Linked DNA regions of Callithrix jacchus: region 2 is linked to region 1. A link is a contact called in public Hi-C data. All regions are on one chromosome and are shown on one strand. The core of a region is the stretch at or near the end of the contact, and the rest is flanking DNA. Distances in the headings are between cores, read along the strand shown. Region 1 holds the start of MAP4K4 (mitogen-activated protein kinase kinase kinase kinase 4). Region 2 overlaps MAP4K4 (mitogen-activated protein kinase kinase kinase kinase 4).

Region 1 (6,130 bases), core at 2,024-4,523:
GGAGTGTTAATAATCTAATCCCAAAACTACCACAAGCAAATCACACTGACAAAAATACTAAATTAACCCCTATGCATAATGGCAAATGGTTCTAGAAATCAAATAGTTAAAAAGAAAAAAAAAAAAAAAGAGGTGTTCTGCTATTTTCACTACCTTTAAGATTGGAGCTCCCAGTACCTGCTGATAAACATTAAAAAACTTCTGGTTATACTAAAAAAAAAAGTATAGTAAAAAAATGTTTCTTGATGTTTGAGACAATCAGGAAAATGTTAACACTGGATATATGACATTTTTCTAAGTGTGATAACAATGTGATTGTATAAAAAAGAAACATGCTCAAGTATTTATGGCTGAAATGACATCTGGGGTTTACATTAAGATAAAGGAGGAGGAGAAGAATACAGATGAGACAAGTTTAGTCATGTGCTGATAACTTAACTCTCTACTCATTATGTTTGAAATTTTCCATATAATATAAAAATAAACTGCTTATGAGCAAGATTTCAGGCACTATTTTGTTCTGTTCTGCAGGCAACTTTTGCACAGATTTCTTAATTCCTTAGGTTTGCATCATTAGAGAAATTCTCAACCTATGTAGAGACTTTATAGCTGACAGCTGTGTCATGCCGGTATCCCAAACGTAGAGCTCAGCAAATCTACTTCAAAAGCTTGGGAGGGTGCGGGTCATGGAACTAAAAAGGCAATCAGGGGAAATAACAATGAACCTGCCCAAACCCTGACCATAAACAGCTCCCACCTCTTAAAACCAACAAATACAAACTGGGGTTTCCTTCTTTCCTTTAGTTTAAAGACTATGTTGCCTTCTAGCTTATTTCTCTGCCCTTAATATCCATGCTGACCAAAAAAGACACAAACAATCCAACTACTGTGTAACCAGGTCAAAAACAAGCTCTGGCTAATTCACTTGGAAGACTACACTCACCACTCAGATTTGGCCAGAAAAACTGGGTTAGAAAAAAAACTGGTGCTTAAACAAACAGCGGACGGAGGAGAATGTCTTTTAGCCAGTTACTAACCAACCACTCAGTGGGTTGCAACACAATCTTTTTCAAAATTTTCCAAAGCCTTCCAAATTCAGTTGAGCCCAGCAAGCTGAGTTAACAGGGCTCTTTTTCAAATTCAAAAATCTGGCCTTGGCCCCAACAGTTAACCAACAAAACACATGCTAATTCACTTGAGATCACCTAAGAATACTGACCCAAGTTCGGACCACAATCCAGTCAGTACATCGCCCAGACTATAGAAGTTTGGGCTGAGGAGAGGCGTTCAGGTGACAGATAAACTCTACTCATAAGGGGGAAAAGAGACAATAAGATCCACACTTAATCTGGCCTAAGAAAACGTTTACAGTCAGCTTCCAACCCCCCACTCCACCCATTTTTAATGAGACAATGACAATTCTTCATAGTGAACCACAAAGCCCTGCTTCCCCAACCTTGTACCAACTCTTAACAGAACACTCCCCCAGTGCAGATAACTTTTAGAAAACGTTCAGTAATGAGAAACAAATCAAGACAAGAAGAATTTAACATTCTGTTCTGAATTTTCAAGGCCTGCGCCTCCATCCCCTACAGCTCTTTCATAATCTCTAGAATGTGCGCTGGATAAAATGAACACTGTTAGTCACATCAGGTGTCAGCTACTCAGCGCAGACTCAGTCTCCAGACCTGCTAGTTTCATTTATCGTTGGGGGTGGCGGGTGGGTGTTAAATTTTTTTAAAAAGAGAAAGACCTGGGTGGGTGTGAAACCAGGACATCCTCTATACTCTTCGCTCCCCGTCATTTCTGTTTCAATTACACAGCTGTCAAACAGGTTATTCCTGGAATTCATATTTTATAATCCCCACACTGTAATTCTTCCTGCTCCTGTTGCCCAAACACACACTCCTCCCTGCTTCCCCAAAATATGTATCCATCAACAGAAAGGATGACAGCCACAGTTCTAAAGTATTCCCAGGTAACGCCAAACTCCCCACCTTGAGCAACTAGCAAGCACTGAGTGGAGGCTGAAACATGACAATTTTCACAAAGGCCAAAGCAGTGGTTTAGGATCATCAGAGGCAAGGCCCGCCTCCACGGGCTTTTAATTCACACACAAATTCAAAAGGCCGGCTTTAAGGAAAAAAAGAAAAAATTCAGGTTGTGTTGTTTTTAAAAAATTATTTTCCATTTTATTGAAGGAAAGTGCATGCCTAAGAGTGTAGCTTATTTCCTTATATCAAAGCCAGGAAATGAGGTCTTTTAAGGCCAGTCTGAATATAAAGTCGGTGTGCAAAAAACAGAGGGACTGCAAGGCGAAACCCCTTTCCCAACTTTAGCCAAGCGGCGTGGCCTCCAGTCAGCAGCGTGTTTATCACCCTCACCCCGTCTCCCAACAAGAAGTTTCCACATGCCACGGGAAACAAAGAAGGCGCCCACACCGACCTTATAGACTTGTCCATAGGTGCCATTTCCAACCACTTCCACCAGCTCAAAAATCCCAGCAGGATCCTGGAGAGGAAGGAGGGAGGGGTTATCATTTAAAAGAGGCCAAAAAATGAATAAATCAAGCAGGGCAGTTGGAAAGAAAGGGCGGTGACAAAAGAGGTGGGCTTCGCCCCGCACCGTCCCCCGGCCCTCGGGGGTCCTCCGATGGGCCCGGGGCGTGGGGGTGGCGGAGGGTCGCGCCCTCCCCGCACCAGCCCGCACGAGCAGACAAAGGGGCCGCCGCGCCCGCGGGTCTGCCCACGGCTGCACCGGAGCGCCCGGCCGGCCAGGGCGCGGCCCGCTCCCCGTGCGCCCGCCCGCGGGCCCACTCACCCGCAGGGAGGAGAGGTCGATGTCCACCAGACTTTTTGCAGGGGAGTCGTTCGCCATTTTCCCTTTTTGCCACCAAAAAACAAATAACAATAAATATCCCTGTCGCTGTGGATATCTCCGCCGCAGTCCAGGCCGCCGACGGCGCTCCTCCGGCGGCAGCCGAGCCTGCCCGGGACTCTCCTCGCGAGGTCGGGGGCGGCGGCGGCGGCGGGCTCGGCCGCGCTCTCGGGCCGCTCCGGGCTCTCGGCTGGCCGGGCCGCGCGGCGGGCGGATGGAGTGTGCGCGGGCGGTGGCGGCGGCGGCGGCGGCGGCGGCGTTCACACCATGGCGCGGGCCCGGCCGTCAGGCCCCCGGGCGTCGCCAGCCGCCTCAGGCCCCGGCGCCCGCGACCCGCGCCGCGCGCCTCGAGGACGGGCCTGGAGCGTAGGGCCGCGACGGCGCCGAGAGTTGAACGAGTGAGCGCGAGGCAGCAAGACAAAGATAACCCGGGAGGCGGAGGCGGAGGCGGAGGCGGAGGCGGGGAGCGAGGTGGGGGGGAGGGGGCGGCGGCGGCGCGGGAGGAGGAGAAACGGGACACCAAAAATATATTCTGAGGAGAGAGAAAACAGCTCCCCCTTTCCTCCTCAGGCAGGAAAAACGGGCGGAAACGCACTCACACCCCGAGCCCGGCCGGGGAGGGCGCGGGCCGAGGTGCCCGCGCGGCGTGAATATTCATCAGGGGTGGGGCTCGAACAATGGCTGGGCCGAGGCGGGCAGCGCCGGGCGCCCAGGGTGCGGCCTCAGCGTCGGACCCCGCACTGCGCGCCCGAAAACGGCAGAACCGGGAGGAAACGGGCTGGGGTTTCCCCGGGGAGGAGCTGGGGTGGGGAAACGCCCCTACCTCGCTCTAACAACAAATGACACGAAACTGAGCTGGACCGACGCTAAGAGGCCACCGACCCTCGCGTCTCCCAGGTCGAGGGTGTGTCCCTCTGGCCGCACCCCGGCTCCGGAGAAATGCGAACCGGGTGTCGCCGCGCGGAGGAGGGGCCTCCCACGATCCTCGCCCCCTCCTCGTCCCACTCACCCCATCCCCCACCCCGCCGCCTCCCCCGAGATGGAGACCCTTAAGTCCCTCGTTTCCTTCTTCCTTGCACGGTTTTCTTTTCCTTTCTCTGCTTTTGCAGGCTAAATGTGTAGTACGATTGTGGTTGTAGTTGGGGGATTCGCTGAGCATCGCTGGGCTGCCCAGCCAAATCCAAAACAGCTCCTGTAACTGCCTGGGGCTGCGCTCGGTAGGTGGGCACTGTGTTTGGTGCCCTTAGTACCAATCTGCGTTTTGTAACCTGGAGATCACTAAGGATCAACAAACAGGTTTCTTCCGGCAACATCGGAAGCCAGTCGGTAGTGAGGCATTTTAATGCCAGTGAACCGGCATTTATGTCGCATTCCTCCACCGTCTAAAAACTTTCAGTGGGTCCCTGTCACCTGACAGGTGTTCTCAAAACGTGAGTACTTCAGACAAAGTGCCGATTGCCCGGCCCTGCCTCCAGAGTTCCCGTTTCAGGATGTTTCCAGTGGGCCTGAGAATGTGCATGTGTAAGTTCCCAGTGTAGCTAAAGTCGCTGTTATGTGGATGATTCGTTGATAACAGTGACCTCCGGCTGGCTATTCATTATTAGATTTTCATAAACATCACCATTATCATCTACCAATTCTTATGCACTTACTGTGTCTTCCCCACACAAATGCGTTGTGATGAGTGCTTTACACATGGTACTCTACAGCCTTGAAGGAATGTTATCCTTTTTTAGGTAAGTAAGGAAAGCAAAGTACTGAAAGATAAGGAATATGCCCAAGTTCCTTAAAAGCACAGCCTGGAAGTGGAGCAGGGATTTTCGCCAGGTTAGCCTGTTCCCAAAATCCTAATCTCTATTCTGCCAAGTTAGTCAGCTCTACCCGGAATATGTATAACACTCTCCTGCTTCAACAGTTTGGTTTCTGAAATTTTTGACTACGAGAATCCCTGGCAAGGGTAAAATATATTGAGGGGCTCCTGGCATCATTTATAAGGAAAATTATAGTAACCTAGTGTTCTTATGAATGTACTGGTGCTTTTAGATAATTTTGTTTTTTTTTTTTTTTCAGTCAGCAGCAATGGCATTATCTATGAGTGTAAATAAAATAATTAGAGAACTAGACAGAAACACATCTGAACTTTTCAGGCTGTCTTACTATTGATAACATCGTTTCCTTTCTTTCTTCTTTTTTTTTTTTTTTTTTTTTTTTGAGACAGTATATTGCTCTGTCACCCAAGCTGGAGTGCAGGAGTGTGCTCTCAGCTCACTGCAACCTCTCCCTCCTGGGTTCCAGTAATTCTCCTGCCTCAGCCTCCCAAGTAGCTGGGACTACAGGCACCCACCAACACACCCAGCTAATTTTTTATTTTTGGTAGAGACAAAGTTTCACCGTGTTGGCCAGGCTGGTCTCAAACTCCTGACCTCAGGTGATCGATCCGCCCACCTCGGCCTCCTAAAGTGATGGGATTACAGGCATGAGCCACTGTGCCTGGCCTATTGATAACATTTTAATAGTGTTTATTATTAATAATATAATTAATAATAGACAATGTGCTAAGTCCTTCACATGTATTATCTCATTCTGCTCTTAATTCCAAATGACTTTTATTTTTCCCACTTTACACATTAGAAAACCAGCATTTAAAGAAGTTGAGTAACTTGCTCACTGTGCACAACTAGACCTGGTGCAGAAACTCCAGGGCCTCCCCAAAGCAGCTTCCTTCTACAGGTTCAACTCCAAACCCATGACTCTGAAGCCCACCTCACACCACCCCTTTCTCTCCATCTATCCAAATTCCTTCATCACCTCAAGCCCAACTCAAAATCGTTTCTTCATTCTCCTACAGGTTTTCTTTAAATCTGTCTCTCTCCTAAGCTTCTATTGTCTCTATCACCATTGTGACCATTATCTCCTACTTTGAAGTCAGCACCTATTTTGGAAATGCCTACACAGTGCAAGGCACTGGCTTAGCCATTGCCTAGGATATCAAAAGATCAAGACAGTCTACCCTCGAAGAGCTTACACACTGATAATGGGCATAAGACAGCTTCATAAGTAGCCATAGTACAAAGTAGAACAGTATAGATTTTAGCAAGATGGAAAGAGCGCTAAACAGATCTAGTGGAAAGTATGCTGGATTGGGGGCAAAATTGAACTGGGTTTGAATCCTTATGATTTGTCAGTTGTGCAACCTTCTGAGCTTCCTTCAGAAGAAACATATGCTTCTTCTGAGCTTCATTCCCTTTCCTCT
Region 2 (6,130 bases), core at 2,165-4,664, 130 kb before region 1:
AAATGGGGACCGGCAGAAAATGCTTTGGTTTTTTCCCTTTGTTCTCTGTAAATCTATCTCATCTGTGATCAGAAATGATTTATATCAAGTTCTCATTAATTGAATTCAATGGAGAAGCAAACACAAAATTTCAGTTAACACACACAAAAAAATTATACCATAAATAAAGTTATGCCTCCATTAGTTAAGTCAAAACTTAAGTAATACTAAAATTTCATGTGTTAGGACTAGTTTCACTGAATTATCCAATTTAAAATGTAAAAAGAAAACTTACTACTTACTATCTGATCTCGGCACTACTTCAGGTCACATATGTGAATACAACTTAAATAAAAGAAAAGGTAGCCTATTGGACTCCTAGAGATCTCCAAAAGGAATAGTAATAGTGGTTGCCAAGAATTTCTTTTACATCTAAAACTTAACTATATTTATGATGCCTTCATCTAAACAGTCTACCAGAAATGTCTTTATCCATGGAGCTGAGCTGTTCTTTTTGAAGTCTTGGGAGGGGGTTAAGTTACAAGTAACAAGTGAGCTAAAAAGAAAAGAAAATTACTTACGTGGAGCACCTTCTGCCATTTCAATGGCTGTAATGCCACAAGACCAAAGATCACTCTGCAAAAATAAAACAGTATGTATGGATACTAGAGTAGCTACAAAGCCACTAACTTACATTTCTGGCTATTTACACAACTTTGCTATATAAACCAAAACGAAGTTTGCCAGAAAATTAAAAGCACAAACACATTTGTAGAACACCGGATGGATGGATGGATGGATGGATGGATGGATGGATGGATGGATGGACGGATGGACGGATGAACAGATGGATGGAAAGAGAAAATTGATTTGTTAATTAAAACCATTCACATCTATAAATGAACTAGAGCTGGTCCACTTAAAAGCCTGTGTCTAAATATTCAGTGAATGGTCTACTGTTCAGTATGTTTCTTCATTTCTTCATAAGCATTTAATATTTTAGACCTCTGGCCCAGATTTATGTTTAATGTTGGTAACTCAAACTTAACTAAGATTTTAAAGTTTAAAGGCCAGAAAGCATTTTTTAAAAAATGTTCACCATTGAATTCATAAAACCTAAAGTGGTTCACTAATTCAAATCATGCCACTAAGCATCCCCATCCCACCTGCAAACCAAACAAGTCAACTGGTTTTCTGCACAAGGAATTTTTTTCTGATTCACCTGAAATACTGAAATTTAAAATTTGAATTACACTTCACTTTCTGCGCAAAAATAAGTTCCATGAAGGCAGGCGTTTTTGCCAGTTTTATTTACTTTTGTATTGGCAGGTACTGACTAAACACTGCCTGACGTAAAAGTCTTAGCAGATGATATTTCTTAAAATCCAAAAGAAGATTTTTGAAAAGTAGATGAGGATACTTACTGTCATTACTATATATTTGTTTATATGCTATCCTAACCAATGAATTAAATTTGCTCAGTTTAAGAGTTTTTCTAAATAATCTATATTTACATTACAAAGTTCAGACACATATGTCTGAATACAACAAAAAGGAGAGACCTATCATTCCTCCCCTAAACTTTCTATACTATTGGGGTACACAAAGGGGCTCATTACCCTACCCCAGTGGTCACTCCTAGCAACATGAATGGGGGATGAGCAGTTCTGCATGACCCTGCTTTGAGGCAAAACAAAGCACCTCCACCTTCACCTCCCCAGTGGTGATCTTGCTTGACTCAAATTAAGCCTTTCCAGTTTACAGGAAACAAACTCAATGGCATAAAGAAGTAATGAGACAAATCTAGAGGGTAGAACATTAGACAACAGGCTCATCTAATTAAGGCATGGATTTTTAAAAATAGTTTTTATAAAAATAGTAATCTGAGTCTGATAACAAATATAGATTTACATCTCAATTTTTTTTAAAGTGCATTATTGATTCAAGTCCCTAGAGGTCACTCTAATAATTTAAATAAATTTGTGTACCAAATCAAAGCTGTAAAGCTGTTTAAAAATATATATATATATATAATTTCACTCAAATGAAACTATTACTATAATTGGCAATATTTTAAAAAGAATATTTGATTCTAATATATACTTCAAGTTAAAAAGGATAAGCAAATAAAAGCAAAACGTTCTAGCCACGACAGAGTGCTCCAGACTACTTTGAAACCAGTGTATTCCTTAGTGAGAACACAGTCACGTGATGCAAATGGACAAAAAAGATGGCATCTGAATACTGTCCTAGAAAATTTGCACCTGAAATTTTCCTCACTGACAATCTTCCTCCCTGAAAAAGCAGGCAGACAAGGGGTGTGTAATTTGTAAGTAAAGCCCCCATCCCTCAGGCATGCCAGTGGCCCTGCAAAGGCCTATGGAGCAAGTGCCTCTTACTCTGTAATCATAGGTGGCATCTGGGTTCTCGTCACAGGCGATCACCTCCGGAGCCATCCAGTAGGGAGTGCCTATGAATGTATTTCTCCGCCCCACCGTCCTGTCCAGCTGAGCACTCACACCAAAGTCGACTGTGGGAGGAAGAGAAAGGAAGATAAAGTGAAACACAATTACAAACCAGACATACTTGGGGAAAAACTCAAGGAGGATAAACGTCTTCATAGTAAACTGAAACAGCAGTGCTTCATCAATATGCAGTCCTCTTCAAGGCAGGCAACACTGGTCAGGAGTGCCCTTCCACAGTAAAGCAACCAAAACTGTGAGATCCTCTACCAAGTAGTCCAGAAGCTCCTGGGAGGCCTGGATCTGGCTGCCTTCCCAGCTTCTCCAACAGTGACCAGCAGAGGGCCTTGTAAATGAACCACAACCTTGAGTGCTTTCAGAGAACTGCCACAAACAAGATCAAGTCACAGAGAGCCCCAGGTTCAGGAAAACTGATTGAGATGCACTTGACTTACCTTATTAAGCAGTATACTTCTTATAGGTATATAAGAAATACACTTTCTTATATTTAATAACCATAAATAGAAAACCACAAATGTTTTCTTGAAAAGAACACAGTACTGAATCAAATAAAGAAAATCAAGCTAAACCACATGTTCAAAAACACCCCCCAAAGCACTTGGGACTTCTGCTGATTTTTCAGTGACTTCTGCATCCCACCCAATTGGGTGGTGGTGGTGGTGGTGGTGGTGGTGGTGGTGGTCTAGAGGAAAGTTCAAAGATGGGAGGCAGAGTTGGCAGGAAGACCATGACCTCTAACAGAATGCCTGCCATCAGTCACTGCTGACACTATCACTACACACCCGGCCATTACCACCCCAGCAGGAACCTGCAAAGGTGGAGGAGCCCATGCTGAGATGAGTTACAGGAATCATAGATTCAACTTCTATGCACAGAACACGCTCAGAAAATGGCTTGTCCAGGGTGTGGACTCACTCACTGAGTGCTCCTCCAGAGACAGAGAAACACACAGGCCAGTCAGTGCAGGAACCAGAGACACACGGGCCAGCCAGTCAGTGCAAGAAGCCTAAGCAATCACAGAAACTTGGAAGGCAATGGTAACCAATCACTAAGTGATCCTCAGGGACTATCACAGGCTGGTACCTGGAGACCAGTGCAGGGTTTGGTAGGAGAACTGCTCAAGTGCTTCCTATCTTAGCCTTGAGGGGAGTTTCCAATTGGGCAGACTACTCCTCTACAGAAGACCAACAAACACAGACTATGTAAGAAATTAACTATGAAGGTCTTACTTTTACAGTACAACAGCTGTGCCTATGATTTCTAAAAGAAAGGTAGAGTAGACCCATATAAACATAAAGAATTTTGTTGTTATGTGTTAGTGGAAGAAAAATTAATACAAACTGTTTAAAAATTTGATACAACACTTAGATGAAAGTGATTCGAATGAGTTCAGACCCAGCTAAGGGAAACAAGAAATATAAAAGAATCCTTGTAAATAACTCTAGGAAAGCATCATGGGCTGTAATTATCTATCCAAGCAGAAATTTATCAAGCACCTACTACAATAAAGTCATTATATGCTAGGTGCTGGGTAATATACTAGTTGCTGCATTCCCAGAACTCACATTCTGACAAAGCAGACAGTAACAGAAGTAAACAAACAATCACATAACTATAAATTGTGAATAATACTACAAAACAAACAAGTACCAGGGTCCAAGACAGATCGGAGGTTGGAAAGGCCCCTGAACATGAGAAAAAAAACTGACTTCAAAATTGAAGTCAAGTCTCAAGAAGTTTAAAAAAAAGAAAATAAGACAGCAATGGATAAAGAGAGAAATAAAGAGGGACATAAAATGAGGAGGGGAAAGTAGCACGGGTCAGATCTTACATGGCTTTTTATGGGCCAGGGTGAGAAATGCAGGTTTTATCCAAAGTAAAGTAGGACTCCATTAAGGGTCTACAAGTAGGAAAGTGGCATGGTCTGATCTGAAGATCAGTCTGGCTGCTGTATAGAGAAGGGGGAGATGGGCGGAGGCGTGAACAAACATACAAACATGGAAGTGGGAAGGCTGGAGCCAGGGTAAGCAATATGCTCGGTTCCCACATTCTTAAGAACAGAAATAGAAAACATGGGTAACAGACTGAACTTTTAGCTAGATGGAAGCAGAGTTGGGAGTGCAACTGGCTTGTGCCAGGTGCAAGTATGAGATCACGCCGCACATCCATTACATACCAAGTTTCACCTCTGCATTCTCGGTCAGTAACACATTCTGGCCCTTGATATCCCGGTGAATCACGTGATGAATGTGAAGATGTGCCAGTCCCTGAATAGAAAAGACAGGCCCAAACTTTAGTTTTCTGTTACTATAAATAAACAGCCAGGAACACACCTTTTATAAGAAAGTACACAAGCGGATCAAAGGTTTTTGTGAGCTAACATTAACTTCACTCTTAGCTATTCCCAGGAAGATAGCACCAATACTACCACACACACAGAAAGAAGTCCTCCTCACCCTCCACACTCCCAGCAGGTTAAGTTCCCTGTGTGAGCAACATGACCACTTGTAGCTGTGCCTTTAAGATACACTGCAGATTACCATCTGCAGTTTCTCTGCTATAATTTGTGCTATTTGTGTACAGGGTGGTTCCTTTCCCATGCTAAATGTCTAGATGGTGACCCCATGGGCATATTTGAACTAAACACATCACAGGGGAAAAGCAAAGGGCAAGAGAGGGCTTTAAAATCTGGCTCTTTTAACAATGGCTAGCTTTCCCACTGCACAGTGACAAACTGCTAAGTGCTGATCAATCCCACCTTCACCCCAAGCATAAAAGGAATATGCTGTCAGAAGAGCCTTGTGTTCAAATAAAGTATCTTTCTTTCCCAATGAAACAAACCTACTGGGCATATAACACTTTTGATGACCTTGTATCTGGAATGAGGCCCAAAAACTTGTCTCTTATGAGAGGTAGTGGAAGAACAAAAACACATGTTGCATCCAAATATGGTCCATGAGACAGCAATGCATCATTCTCACAACTCATTACTTATTCTGTCCTCAGCTAGAGAAGCCAAAGATACAGCTTGCCTCCTTAAGATACAAGCAACCTATTTACTCTAAAATGTCTCAATCCAAAAAGGGCAGATTACAAGTAAGGGTTATTTGGTTTTTCCTGTTTGCTTCTTTTTTTTATGGGGTTTATTATTATCATTACTTTGTAAGATATGAATTAAATACAACAGCTCCTCTAGAATACTAATTTTTCTAACAGGGGGTTTCTAAACATTCATTTACTGGTCTGTCTATGAAACAGAGTAGAGCTTATTTGACAGCTCTGTTTATTTTTCACAACACAGGATGTGCGGTATTATACCACAAAGCACTGACTAGAGAAAAATGCACTAAAAATATATGGTACCTTACTGCTATAGTTAGGAACAAAGTCCCTCCTCTCAGCATGGTATAACTTCAAACAGCAAAAGGAGAGACACAAAAGCTAGCTTCCCTAATTTTTTGTAATTACTTTTTCTGTTACTTCACTTCATTTTTGTTCGCTAACCTGCAAAACTTCCTTCTTAAATTTTTACAAGATTATCTTAACAACAAACATAAGCACCCACATCTTCTCAAACAAATATGGCTCTCATGCACTCTTGTTCTTTACTAGCAAATGTATGGAACAATGCCTGCTTTCCTGTCTATACTGCTATAGGATCACTGCTT

The links. Hi-C and Micro-C count contacts between places; a contact is called where the count stands out from the background.
Region 2: a Hi-C map of skeletal muscle shows a contact between it and region 1, with 13 times the contacts expected there. The contact joins the enhancer-like site here to the promoter of MAP4K4 in region 1. A contact is called at or near these places in 2 of 3 Hi-C or Micro-C datasets (both in skeletal muscle).

Annotation. Positions count from the first base shown.
Region 1 is chr14:11,637,139-11,643,268 of calJac240_pri, reverse strand. It overlaps MAP4K4 (mitogen-activated protein kinase kinase kinase kinase 4), which reads right to left and starts at 3,273. Exons shown (of 30, transcript XM_078348850.1): 1 at 2,821-3,273; 2 at 2,446-2,511. The coding sequence starts at 2,877.
Region 2 is chr14:11,770,820-11,776,949 of calJac240_pri, reverse strand. MAP4K4 (mitogen-activated protein kinase kinase kinase kinase 4) reads right to left here. Exons shown (of 30, transcript XM_078348850.1): 6 at 4,639-4,729; 7 at 2,379-2,509; 8 at 561-615. Among named protein-coding and RNA genes, the nearest start is that of MAP4K4, 130 kb to the right of the region's middle. Within about 2 kb of position 3,414, at least 2 of the 16 cell types and tissues checked have an H3K27ac peak or open chromatin away from gene starts, as enhancers often do. A contact at or near this core is called in skeletal muscle, where this site is marked.